2 separate regions of the Sus scrofa genome follow, and region 2 is linked to region 1. Evidence: chromatin contacts called from public Hi-C data. All regions are on one chromosome and are shown on one strand. The core of a region is the stretch at or near the end of the contact, and the rest is flanking DNA. Distances in the headings are between cores, read along the strand shown.

Region 1 (6,927 bases), core at 2,188-4,687:
GAGCAGACAAGAGAGAAGAGGAATGGATGTGACCTGGGACCAGACGGATGGGAGCACCTGGACTCTGAGGAGTCCCCAGTCAACTGCTGTTTATTTCTTGAGCTCTGTCGGCAGTGTGGGGAGATGGAGGGTGGGCGGCACAGCGGGGACGGGTCAGGGGGTTCTCAGGTGTCCCGAGCTACGGTTGCAGGCAAGCCCCACATCTCATGGGGCCTCACCTCCTCCCCACATGAAGTCTGGGCAGACGGGTGATTGAGGCCCCTACCAGCTCAGACAGGCTGGATTTCAACTTCTGAGATGGATGGCAACCTGCGAGAGTTAAGAGGTGCCAGCAGAGCCCTTCTGCTGGGGGATCTTTCCAAACAGGGAACAAAGCCACGTGGGGCCCGGCGGAGGGCAGATCCTGCAGGAGCCTCACCTGTGTCCTGGTCCACGTCGGTGGTGACGGTGATGTCATCGATGTAGGCGGTAGGCGTGGTGTAGAGGAGCACGGGCCGATGCAGTCCCGCGTAGTTGAAGAAGTCAAAGTTCGTGTTCTGGACAAAGTAACCCTTGGGGTACCTAAGGTGGGAGGACAGTGGCCTGGCCCTGGGTCCTTGGAGCTCAGATTACATGCCTCCCTGGCCTCCCAGGGCCAGGGCCCCACCTTGGTTAAGGCCACCCTGCCCCTGGCGGGGAGACGATTGGGCAGGGAGGGGAGTGGGGGACGGGGATGGGGACAAGGTGCTGCTCACTTGGAGGTGTCCGTCTTATAGAGAATGGTCCCTGGCGGCAGGGTGTGGGGGGACAGCGTGTTGTTGATGGCGATGGTGATGCGGCAGGAGGACAGGGGCCCAGTCTGGACCAGCTTGCTGATGTCGGCCTCGAAGGGGAGGTGGCCCCCTTCGTGCTCTGTCACATGGACTCCATTCACCCACTGCAGACACAGGGAGACATGAGGAGGGGGCCCTGCTGTCTCAGGTGCCCCCTCACATAGAAGGGCAGCACAGGGTGGGGCTGAGGATCCTGCCACCTGCCTCAGGAGAGGAATGGAGCTTCAAGGGGAGAGATGAGGCAACCCTCCCAACCCAGGCCACGAACCCCAGTGCCTCCCCCACCCCTCCCTAGGAAGCAGGCTGTCACGTGACAGCTGGGAGCCAGGCACCCCAAGGCAGCCACATGCGTGCCCAGGGGCCGTGCCTGTCTGCTCGCCCCCCGCCTGCTGCTTGCTGCACTCACCACAATGGCGTAGTAGTGGGCACTGCTGATCCTCAGCACCACTCTGGTGCCCAGGTCCTGGGTCCATCGCTGGGGCAGGATGGCCTCCCGTTCATACCACACCCAGCCGATAAAGCTCCGCAGCCGTCCGTCCTGGCTTATGTCGTTGAAGCTGGAGGGAACCGGCATGTCCAGGGTGGGGCCCGACTGCAGAAACAAGGGCTGGCGTCAGGTCTAGACCACGTAGGAATCTAGGGGGTCAGGTCCCCCAGTGGCCTTGCCTGTAGGAAGAAGGCTGGACAAAACGACCTTTCCCAGATTCCAGGCCACCCACCACTCTTCTTTGTCAGCGACTGACCCATGTCTTTTATGGACTCATTTAATTTTCACAACTCCATGAAGTAGACCCAGGAACAAACTCACTCAACGGCGTATAGAGAACATACTACATGCTGTTTTATTTTTATTTTTTTATTGTGTCTTTTTAGGGGTACACCTGTGGCATTTGGAGGTTCCCAGGCTACAGATCGAATCAGAGCCTCTGGCCTACACCACCGCCACAGCAACGCCAGATCTGAGCTGCATCTGTGGCCTACACACAGCTCATGGCACCGAGGGATCCTTAACCCACTGAGTGAGGCCAGGGATCGAACCTGCGTCCTCATGGATGCTAGTCAGATTTGTTTCTGCTGAGCCATAACGGGAACTCCTACGTGTTCCTGTTTTAGACGCTGAGCATAAAACAGTGAACAAGGCCTCTGCTGTCAGGCGATCAGCTCTACTGAAGAGTGTGGAGAGTGGCAGGGGGACTCTTAGGGCTCAGGGGAGGCCTTTGGGGGCCAGGGCCCATAGGATATGAACTCTAGACACCCTGGCAGAACTAGGTGAACCTGAGCCCTGCGGGGAATCCTTGAACCTCCAGACCTTTGAACATCTCAGGTAGAAGGCAAGGCAGGAGTGAGGCAAATAGCTCTGTGAGTCTGGGAGCAGCCTGGGGAAGAGTTTCCTGAGGACATACATATGTGGGGCATGTGACCATCAACAAAGACAGAATTGTGGCCCTGGGGATTACAGATTCCCCCCCTTGTCCCTGCAGGGACTGCTGTGGCTGGGGTTCCATCCCTGGCCCAGGAACTTCCACATGCTGTGGGTGTGGCCAAAAAAACCCACCACCAAAGCAGCAAGAATCTCCTGTCCCTCACAGCTGTATGCCCAGAGTCTGGCACCAGCCCTGCCATATAGCAGGGACTTAATACACATTGGCTGAAGGGGTGGATAACCGTGCTGATGAGATCAGCTGCTCAGATGGTTTGTATCCAAGCTCTGGTGGCAGAGCCCAGGGCACCAAGGTCTCCATGGAAAGAGTTGCACCCAGGGCCACAACCAGTCTGGGGTAAAGAGGATCTAAAGAGACAAGACTCTGACTAAGAGGAAGGTGATCAACCGACTGCCCCAGGGAGGAAGGCTGGCAGGGGTACCGGAGCTGCTCCGCTGAGGAAACTGTGAGTGCGGCACATGCCTGGCCCCAGCCCCCGCCCCTTTCTTCCTCTGCTGATGAAGCCTGGGCGGCAAAGACTAAAAAAGGGGATCTAAGAAAGGCGAGCGAAAGATGGGCACACAGGCTTGCCCCACTCAAACCAAGTCTTAAGGGAGACTAGAGGGGGGTCCTTGGCTGGCTGGCTGCCAAGCCCCGTCCTCTGCCTGAACCTTGGAACCCAAGGTCCTTCCTGCCAGGGCAGAGCTGGCCCTAAGATACCCAAAGCCTCCCCTCCTGCTTCTATGCAGCCACCCGCCCCTGCTCCATGCGGACACGGCTCGGGTTCCACTTCCCCCAGCAGCGTCGGGCCCACCCATTTCCTCCTTCCCGGTCCCTCCGGTGAGCCGACCCAAAGCCCCCTAAGCCCGTTCGCCTTTAACCTCCTCTTGGCCAGCAGTTCCGAGGGCACATGGGAAGGCGCCCCATACCCCCACCTGACTTCCAGGAGTTTCCCTGCTCTGACCCCGTGCCCCGTCCCCGCATCTCGCACCTCCCGCAGCGGCTTCCGGTACCACTGCTGCTCGAAGCCCTGGCGCCGGTTGTCGGAGAAGTCGGCGCGGAAACTCCAGAGGCCATTCAACTCCTTGCGCTCCCGCGATCGGCTCTCCTGGGGGTAGAGCATCCCGCCCTGCAGCAGCGCCAGCCCGCAGCCCCAGAGCAGCGGGCCGAGCACGGCCCAGGCGCCCGCCGGACCCCGGACCATGATTGCCCAGCGGGCAGGTAGCTGCCAGCCTCCCCACGCCCGGAGCCCCAAGCACGGGAGGCGGGGGCGGGGGCGGGGCGTGAGTCACGTGTCCCCCTTCCCCCGCCCGGGAGGGGCCATCTTGACTGAAGGCGATTGAGGGGCGGGGCGGGGCGATTGCGGGGCGGGGCGGGTAGGCCTCGGAGAGGCCGGTGCCCGGGAGGCGGCATCCCGCCCGCCTTCCTGCGCGAGGTCGGCGACGCGGGGAGGGCCCGCCGGGAGCCCGAGCCCCAGCCCCTGCCCCGAAAAGAGAAGCTTAGCGGCTCCTAGTCTGCAGGGTCACTGCCTGCCCCCGCCTTCCCCCTCCCCGGCTCGCGCTCAGGGAGGCCGGACCAGGCGCTGGAACAGGACCCCGGGGAGTCAGGTTCGCCCTTTGCGTCTAGAAGGCCTACCTGGGCCACGTCCACTCGCTTATGCCTGCGGGACACTGGTGAGCTCAGGCGAAGCCTCACCATGCCTCGTGACGTCTGCCCTGCGTGGTGGCCCGGCCCTAGCCTTGACCCTGGACCTCCACCTTCGGTCACCGGGGCCGCGGACCCGTACCCGGCATAGCGGCCACTTAAAGAATGTGAGGAGAGGGCGTCTATGATGCTAGTAACGCAGCCTGGATCCAGTTGTTCCGTACAATTACCTGATTTTCAAGGTATTACGTTTTACTCAGATTTCACGGTCACCAAAGCAATCTTCTGTTAATGGACCTTGGTATTGTAAACAAAGTATTTCCCGGGATAGTAAAAATAAATATATTGTAAGAACTGACAAGGTCTAAAGGTTTTTACCCCCCTGGATGCTTACAATATAAAAATAAACAAAAGTAGGATACAAAAGTATATATAGTTTGATCCCAGTATTGCTAAAGTTATATCCACACAGAAATAGAAAGAGACAAATGTGAAGTGTCATTGTCAGTGTTATAGATGATTTCCATTTTATTCCCCATAATTTTCTGAATTGTTGAAACTTTCTATAGTGAACAATGCATTATTTTTATAATCAGAGTGACACCAGTGAAACTTTTCAAAACAGCAGGAGGGGAGTTCCTGATGTGGCGCAATGGGATCAGCAGTGTCTTGGGAGCGCTGGGTCGCAGATTCCATGCTGGACAGGGTGGATTAAGGATCCTGCATTATCGCAGCTGGGGCTTAGGTCCTCACTAAGGCTCAGATCTGATCCCTAGCCCCAGATATCCGTATTCCTCGGGGCAACCAAAAATGAAAAAACAAAAGGAGACAAGAGGAGGGAGTTCTGCTGTGGCACAGTGGGTTAAGAATCTGACTGCAGGGGCTGGGTGGCTGAGGAGGCAGGGTTCCATTCCTGGCCTGGCAGCCGTGGGTTAAAGGATCTGCCACAGCTGCTGCTTCCTGGATTCAGTCCCCCTGGCCTGAGCACTTCTGTAAAAGAAATAAGAGAGAGGAAAAAAGAAGAAAAGAAAAACAGCAGGAGTTCACTGGTGGCTCAGCGGGTTAAAGCTGCAGTGGTGTCACTGCTGTTGCTCTGGTTACTGCTGTAGGGTGGGTTCATGCCTTGGCCTGGGCACTTCCACGTGCTGATGAGGCCAAAAAATAAAAAAAAGAAACTTTCCAGAAAAAAAAAGCAGGTATTTAAAAGAAGCAAACAGGCAAAAAATAAATAGGTGTTGATCTGCTTCGATAAATTAATAAATTGATTTTCCATTTGCAAGTCAATCTGTATGTATTTGGTACAAGTTGATTTTCTGCTGGTCAAAATTTTTTCTTGGTCAAGATCCAGTAAAACTTGGTTTCCCATTGTAGGAACCTGACAACCAGACCCTGTTAAATTCCGTCTGCCAGTTTCCTTACCCCCTAATTCTGCCACCTTGTACAAACCTATGGTTCTGGAGAGAAAAATGTGGACGTGGTCAGCAGTGAGAATGGATGAGGTCACTAAAGAAATGAGGGCAGGTGGAGAACCGATTCGAAGATGGGCCCCAAGACACCCCACATTGGGGGTGGAAAGGAGGAATGAGCAGGTCCCCACCTCCTTGAGAATAAATCCAAAGTCCTCAGCACAGTCTTTTTTTTTTTTTTTTGCTATTTCTTTGGGCCGCTCCCGAGGCATATGGAGGTTCCCAGGCTAGGGGTCGAATCGGAGCTGTAGCCACTGGCCTACGCCAGAGCCACAGCAACGCAGGATCCGAGCCGCGTCTGCAACCTACACCACAGCTCACGGCAACGCCGGATCGTTAACCCACTGAGCAAGGGCAGGGACCGAACCCGCAACCTCATGGTTCCTAGTCGGATTCGTTAACCACTGCGCCACGACGGGAACTCCCTCAGCACAGTCTTTGTACAGAACACAGGGTGCTCCTGCTGGCCTCCTGTTCCTGCAGGCTACCGGACTCAGGGCCATTCCTGTGCCTAGAAGCCCATCTGCCCAGACAAGTTAACTCTTCGCCATCCTCCTCATTCATCTTTGTCTTCACCCTCCTTGGCCTCCAGGCCACTCCCTCCACACACATACAGACCCCAAATCCACCGAGGAAGGTGGTCCTTGACTCAGGCCCCTTCTCCATCCCGCCTTCCGTCCTTGTGAGTGGCCTTCCCATCCTGGGCCTTCGTTCTGTGCCCCTTGACTTGCCTTTACCTTTCCATCCCCCCGGTGAATCCTGCACTGGCCCACATACTACAGTCTTTGCATTTTTTGAAACCCACGACTTCTGAGATTCCTCCCAGCCTACAATCTCCTGTTTTCACTCTGTTTACTCTGTCTTTATTTATTTGCTCCTTCACCAGATCGAAGCTCCATTTCCCCGCCCCATTTTTCTGAATCCAGCTGTCTTCTCCCGGGTCTTTCAGTCTGGAAACCATTCTCACATCACTCCCTGCCTCTCCCTGGAGCCCCCACCACTCTACAGCTTTTTCTCTGGAGCATCTCCAGCCCTGCCTCCCCCTTTCTCTTCCTCACTCACCCTTGGAGGGAGGGAGTCTTCTCCTCCCCACTCCCCAATCCTAATCTGGGAATGAAACCCGCTCCCTCTTTGCTGCTTCCAAATGTAGGCGCACAACCTCTATTCTAAGGACGGGTCTACAGAAGGAGAAAGGGAAAACCAAGCCAACAGACGTGAGGAAGTTACTGAGTAGTTCCTGCCTTTTTTTTTTTTCTTTTTTTTTCTTTTTCTTAATTTTTCCTTTTTCTTCCTTTTTTTATTTTTCCTTTTTCTTCCTTTCTTTTTTTTTTTATTTTTCCTTTTTCCTTTTTATGGCCGCCCCTGCAGAAGTTTCTGGGCTAGGGGTCAAATTGGAGCTGCAACTGCCAGCCTATGCCATGACTTGTGGCAACACCAGATTCTTAACCCACTGAGCAAGGCCAGGGATCAAACCTGCATCCTCATGGACACTAGGTCGGGTTCTTAACCCACTGAGCCACAATGTTCCTGCTTTTATTTTGAACCTTTCCTTTATTTTTTTATTTTAAAATTTTAATTTATTTA
Region 2 (6,927 bases), core at 3,261-5,760, 50 kb after region 1:
ACTTACCTAAGATCACACAGCTAGTGAGTGATAGAGCCTGGATTTGACTCAGACTGTCAGGCTTGAGAGCCCACATCTGTAACCACCAAATTCGACTGCCTTATCCCCGTGTGTCCCCAGGAATACAACCCAGCAATGGATGTCACCAAGGGTCTACAAATCCTGCCCCTGGGGTGGAAAAAAGGGACCCCCAACCCCACTCTACTTTGTTGGTGGACCTTGAACATAGGCAAACCTTCTGTGTCCATTCTCGTTGCCCCTCTGGGGGTCCAGGACCCTTCAGATGGATGCGAGTCATTTTCAGCTGCGGCGGAGCACTAGACAGGATTTATCTGCCTCAGAAGAGTGGAAACCTTGTCTGGCCTCTCACCCCTGAAATTACCACCGTGGTGCATCAAAGGGATCTAGGAAGGGTCTAGTGCAGAACAGGTGGGAGAGGGGTAAGGTTGGAGTCGGCCCGAGAAGCCCGAGAACCCTGGCTCTGACACTTCCTACCTCGTCTCTGAGCTTCACTTTCCTCTCTGTGAAATGGGCTGATCACAGAGCTTGCGTAGCCCTGAGAAGCCCTTGGGGTAAGTCAAGGTGAGCATGCCACTGCAGCACCTGGCCCCATCCCCATGCGGATTTCCTGAGGATTTAATGACTCTACACACATGACAGCTTAGATCAACTCTCTGGCAGCTGGTAAGCACCCAGCAGGTCTTACCAGACTTTCCCTGGGTGACTTTTCTTTATTTTTTTTAGTTTTTTTTATTTTTTATTTTTGGCTTTTTGCCTTTTTGCCTTTTCTAGGGCCACTCCCTCGGCATATGGAGGTTCCCAGGCTAGGGATCAAATCGGAGCTGTAGCAGCCGGCCTACACCACAGCCACAGCAACACCAGATCCGAGCTGCGTCTGCGACCTACACCTCAGCTCATGGCAACGCCGGATCCTTAACCCACCGAGCAAGGCCAGGGATTGAACCCACAACCTCATGGTTCCTAGTCGGATTTGTCAACCACTGAGCCACGATGGGAACTCCTGGGTGACTTTTCTTTTTTTCCCTCGTCTACGGCACATGGAAGCTCTGGGGACAGGGAGTGAACCTTTGCCACAGCATTGACCCTAGGCACTGCAGTGACAATGCTGGATCTTTAGCCCACTGTGCCACAAGGGAACTCCCTGGGTGACTAAAGATTTGAATCTCTGTTTATACCTTCAAAGGCTCTATCTGCCAATTTCCTTCTAGGCTCTGAGGGTGGGGGGAAAGAAGGGGAGGGGAGGGGAGGAGGAGGAGGAGGAGGAGGAGGAGGAGGAGGAGGAGGAGGTTCACTGTTCAACAGGACATTTCCACTTGGAGGACATACCGGCTTTGCTCATGCTCTGACCCTTTGTAAATATTTAATACCTCTGCCTAAAAAATGCCTGCTGTTAAGGGAAAAAAAGCCATTTTCTGGAATTGTGTGTTTTGAGTGGCAAAGAACAGAGACTCATTAGGTAGCTTCAGTTTAGGAACGCTGCAGGGTAGCCCTGAGTGGGGACAGGCCAGGCAGGAGTTTCGGCTGTGGACTGGCCCCGCTTCACTGTGCAGGCTCCTTCTGGGCAGCTTTCTTGACTACTTTGCTGCCTCCATGAGATAGGTTGGGTGGCAGCATACGGCCCCCAAAGTCTCAGGGTAGCGTCCCTTGGAGAATGTGCAGCTTAGCCATTTTATCACGGGGCCCTCAGAGGCACCCCCTCTCTTCTGTGAAGCCTTGGCCGTGTGCGTCCCTCCCCGCACCCATCTCAAAAGGCCCTGGCTTTGGGACGCTTCTCCACCTCATTAGTCATTCACGCTTCTTCTCTGCAGCTCCCAAGCACAGCACGTTGTAGTTATTGACGTCCAGAGCTGGTTCCCCAACTAGGCTGTCAACCAGGCAGGGCGGGAGATGTGTATTATTCACACTTGTATCATCAGCACCAGACGGGCCAGCAGGCATGTTTGCTGAGTGAATAATGAATGCAATGGGCATCTTTAGGACTTCTTTGAGGGCCCTGCCCTGCTCCAGGGAGGTCCAGGGGACCCTCCACCTGAATCAGGCCAGCTGGGTCTGGGTTGGCATTTTATTTACATGTTGATTTTTTTTTTTTCAGTTTTATCTATCTATCTATCTGGCCGAGCTCATGGCATGTGGAAGTTCCCAGGCTAGGGGCTGAATCGGAGCTGCAGCTGCGGGCCATAGCCACAGCCACAGCAACGCAAGATCTGGGCCGTGTCTTCAACCTACAACGAAGCTCACAGCAACGCTGGATCCTTAACCTACCAAGTAGGGCCAGGGATTGAACCTCTACTCTCATGGATACTACTGGGGTTCGTTACTGCTGAGCCACAAATGGGAACTTCAACACCAGATCCTTTAACCCACTTCCCCAGCCAGGAATGCAACTCATACCTTCACAGCGACCTGAGCTGCTGCAGTCAGGTTCTTAACCCACTGTGTCATGGCAGGAATTCCAAGAACTCCTGTGATTCTTAATGAAAATTAGTTGTTTAAAAAAATATTTTTGGGAGTTCCTGTCATGGCTCAGTGGTTAACCAATCCGACTAGGAACCGTGAAGTTGCGGATTTGATCCCTGGCCTTGCTCAGTGGGTTAAGGATCTGGCATTGCCATGAGCTGTGGTGTAGGCCACAGACGCAGCTTGGATCTGGTGTTGCTGTGGCTGTGGCGTAGGCCGGTGGCTACAGCTCCGATTGGACCCCTAGCCTGGGAACCTCCATATGCCGCAAGCGTGGCCCTAAAAAGACAAAAGACCAAAAAAAATTAATTAATAAAAATAAAAAAATATTTTCGTAGTTTAAAAATAACACATAAACTGAAAAAAAATTAAAATTCTGAATGTGTAAATTCCCCTCACTTCTCTTCCAAAGCAATCCCCATAGGCAAATATCCATTAAAAATATTTTAACAGCTTTATTGATATTTAAATCATCAGATACCATACAATTCACCCATTCAAAGTGTACAATTCAAAAAACAAGCCTGCCTCAGTCTCTTCAGTAGTAAAATTTGAGTGACAAAGGAATCTACCTCATAGAGTAACATGGTTGTACTGTCACAGTAACTAATATTCGTCGAGCATTTACTATGTAGATACATAACGGACCTATGATTTATAGATTAGTGAATTGAGGTTAGGAGAGGTTAAGTAATCTCCCAAGGTCAAACAACCCCTAATAAACTGATGGAGATAAACAGAATCAGAGGCTGCCTGCAAAGCCTGCATTGTCAACTGTTAATATCAGGGAATAACAAAACGCTTATCAAGGAGACAGTGTTTAGTAAATGATAACTGATATAATTATAAAAAAGTGGAAAAATTAGCAATTGATTCATCACCTAAAGACACCAGCCATTTTTAATTTTTGGCATATTTCCTTCCAAATACTTCAAACATACTAAAAATTCAGAAGAAAATAGACATCAGCCTTCCACTTTTTTTTTTCCTTTTTGTCTTTTTAGGGCTGTGTCTGCAGCATTTGAGGTTCCCAGGCTAGGGGGTCGAATAGGAGCTGTAACATCCTGCCTACGCCAGAGCCGTGTCTGTGACCTACACCACAGCTCATGGCAACACTGGATCCTTAACCCACTGAGTGAGGCCAGGGATAGAGCCTGAGTCCTCATAGATGCTAGTCGGGTTTGTTAACTGCTGAGCCACAACAGGAACTCTTTTTTTTTTTTTTTTTTTTTAAGACACAAAATTTCATAGATTAGGTGGCTGTATCACCCTTACCCTGAGGTCTTTTTTCCCCTATGCATTATTTTTCTTTAGATTATTAGAGTCACAACACATCATTTTCCATCTTAAAAAAAAAATCTGTCTTGAGCATTTCCCCAGCATATCAAATATGCTACAAGATTACTTGGGCCACATATATCGTACTGCATACTGTATGGCTGAAACACGATTTATCAATTTTCCATTGTTGGGTATGTAGGCTATCTCCCAGCAAAATTATCATTACACGTTGATCTTTCGTCAAGCATCTGATGATTCCATTTGGGCAAATTCTTAGAAAGGCCAGATCAGAGACTGTCAAGAAGTCTCTTCATAATTTTCTGACAAATAGTGAAGAATGGGAACAGGGAGAAGGGAGTCTGAGATTTTTTTTCACCTTTTAGAACGTTTTATTCCATTATAACACACATACAGAAATGTGCACATAAGCTACAGCCCACCGAATTTTCAGAAGCACCACCTACTCGGCGTCCAGATCCTGAAAGAGAGCATGTCCAGCAGCCCAAGGCCACCTCGCCCCTTGCCATCGCTACTATCCAAGGGGTGGGATTTTAACGCTGCAAATGCCTACGAATCCGATTACATCTTTGGATTAATACTTGGATATACCCTAGACCACGAAAACGTGAGCTAAATCCGTCTGCAAACGTTTGACAGCCTGAGGTCGGACCAAGAGCGCAGAGACGGGTCGGGAAGACGAGCCAGCAACGCCCCCGGCCCCACGGGGGTCCTCCAGGATCCCGGCATGCAGCGCGGCGATCCCGGCGTGCACCGCGGTCCGCGGAGTCGGTTTCCGGGCGCTTTGCTCGGGCGGCGAGAGCAGCGGATGGGCGGTGAGGGTCTGTGTCCGGCCGAAGGCGACGAGGCGGGGACGACATGGAAGTGTAAGCCGCCCGGGGCGCGTCGTCGGCTCAAGGGCGACGCTCAGAGCTGGGGACGGCTAATTCCTGGGAGCCGGGAGATGTGGGCCGGGGGCGATTCCTCGTCCGGGCGGGCGGGGAGGGCGGCGGGCCAGGAGGCTAGGAAGGGACTCTCCCTCCGGCCTTCTGAACCTTCGCCCCCTCTCCCACCGCGTGCTCAGGACGTGGGGCGAGGGCCACTTGGCCCGGCTGCCTTTAGGGGTGCCAGGTGTCTGTTCCCTCCCTCACGCACTCAACAGCGTCGCCAGGTCGCGGTGGGGAGCTGGGTATGAGAGCAGGGACTTATTAAACCCTGGGTCCGGCCTGGAAGTACCTGGAGGAGAGGTGGGGAAATGCTGGAGTAGAGTTTTGCTTAGGAGCAGTGGGCTTCTGGGGAGCCCGGATTCAGAGGAGGTGCTCTGCAAAGTAGTTAAGAAGCAGGTAGCCGTGTGGGGTTGGGGTGGGGGGCTAGGAGTAGAAGCCATTCTAACAATTGTAACTCCACATCGGCTTTTCCATGTTTGCTCCTTGTACTGCGTGCAGAGGGAAGTTTTTGCAGCTACTTTGTATGTGGATTTTTATACCTATGTTGCGTTCTCTTTGGCAACATGTTTATGTTTTGTTTGCTCTTTAGGGCCACAGGTGTGGCTTATGGAAGTTATCAGGCTAGAGACCAGGGATCAAACCCACATCCTCATGGATACTTCTCGTGTTCATTGCAGCTGAGCTAGGACAGGAACTCTGATTGTTTAATCCTGACATTTTCCTTTATGTTCTTTTACTTCATGTTTCACGTTTATATGTACTGTTTTGCAGACTTAAACACACACACACACACGCAGTTGGAGTTCCCGTCGTGGCGCTCGTTAAAGAATCCGACTAGGAACCATAAGATTGCGGGTTCGATCCCTGGCCTTGCTCAGTGGGTTAAGTATCCGGCATTGCCGTGAGCTGTGGTGTACGTTGCAGACGCGGCTCAGATCCCTCATTGCTGTGGCTCTGGCATAGGCCGGTGGCTACAGCTCCGATTCAACCTCTAGCCTGGGAACCTCCATGTGCAGTGAGAGCAGCCCAAGAAATGCCAAAAAGACAAAAAAAACCCAAAAAAACCCAAAAAACCACAATACGTATATGTATCTGAAGTGAAAGCTTCCTGAGACAGTGTTGTATACAGTAACTCTAGTAGTCTCTTCTATTAAAATAGAATGTTGACTCCTTAAATTGATTTTGCCATCCTCTATCTTAGGTTTGTTTATGCTGAGCCACCATGGGAACTCCACTTTCTATTCATTGATTTTTTTTTTTTTTTTTTTTTTATGGCCGAGGAAGTTGATGTTGTGGCTCAGTGGTTAATGAATCCGACTAGGAACCTTGAGGTTATGGGTTCAATCCCTGGCCTAACTCAGTGGGTTAGGGATCCGGTGTTGCCATGAACTGTGGTGTAGGTGGCAGACTTGGCTCCGATCCTGAGTTGCTGGGACTCTGGCCTAGGCTGGTGGCTACATCTCTGATTAGACCCCTAGCCTGGGAACCTCCACATGCTGTGGGTGCAGCCCTAGAAAAGACAAAAACACAGAAAAATTTTTATGGCTTCATGTCATTTGTAAGTTCCTGCCCCAGGAATTGAACCCAAGCCATAGCTGTGACCTGTGCCACAGCTGCAGCAACACTGAATCCTTTATTTTATTTAATTTATTTTATTACTTTTTTGTCTTTTCTAGGGCTGCTTCCCACGGCATGTGGAGGTTCCCAGGCTAGGGGTCTAATCGGAGCTGTAGCCGCTGGCCTACACCACAGCCACAGCAACACAGGATCTGAGCCTCATCTGCAACCTACACCACAGCTCACGGCAATGCTGGATCCTTAACCCACTAAGCAAGGCCAGGGATCGAACCCACAACCTCATGGTTCCTAGTCGGATTCGTTAACCACTGAGCCACGATGGGAACTCCAATGCTGCTGGATCCTTTAACCCGCTGCTCTTGGCCAGAGATTGAACCTTCACCTCTGTGGAAACCCAAGCTACTGCAGTTGAATACTTAACCCACTGTAGCACAGTGGGAACTCCTTCTGTTCATTCTTTTATTTTAATTTTTTTGGCCTCACCTGTGGCACATGGAGGTTCCAGTACCAGGAATCGAACCTGCACCACAGCAGCAAGCCACAGCAGTTGCAATGCTGGGTCCTTAATAACACCCTGTGCCACAGAGGGAACTCCCATTCTTTTACTCTTGAACTTAATATACATAGGGAGAATGGACTCTTCTCT

What was found. A called contact is a pair of places that touch in the nucleus more often than the background predicts.
Region 2: a contact with region 1 is called in a Hi-C map of liver, with 2.6 times the contacts expected there. The contact joins the promoter of CRCP here to the promoter of GUSB in region 1. A contact is called at or near these places in 8 of 47 Hi-C or Micro-C datasets (brain, embryonic fibroblasts, fetal heart ventricle and 3 more) and 2 of 2 datasets of contacts at active chromatin or transcription factors (alveolar macrophages and skeletal muscle).

What each region holds. Positions count from the first base shown.
Region 1 is chr3:16,668,581-16,675,507 of Sscrofa11.1, reverse strand. It overlaps GUSB (glucuronidase beta), which reads right to left and starts at 3,437. Exons shown (of 12, transcript NM_001123121.1): 1 at 3,225-3,437; 2 at 1,219-1,404; 3 at 735-916; 4 at 419-561. The coding sequence starts at 3,437.
Region 2 is chr3:16,619,500-16,626,426 of Sscrofa11.1, reverse strand. It overlaps CRCP (DNA-directed RNA polymerase III subunit RPC9), which reads left to right and starts at 4,510. Exons shown (of 7, transcript XR_002342338.1): 1 at 4,510-4,643.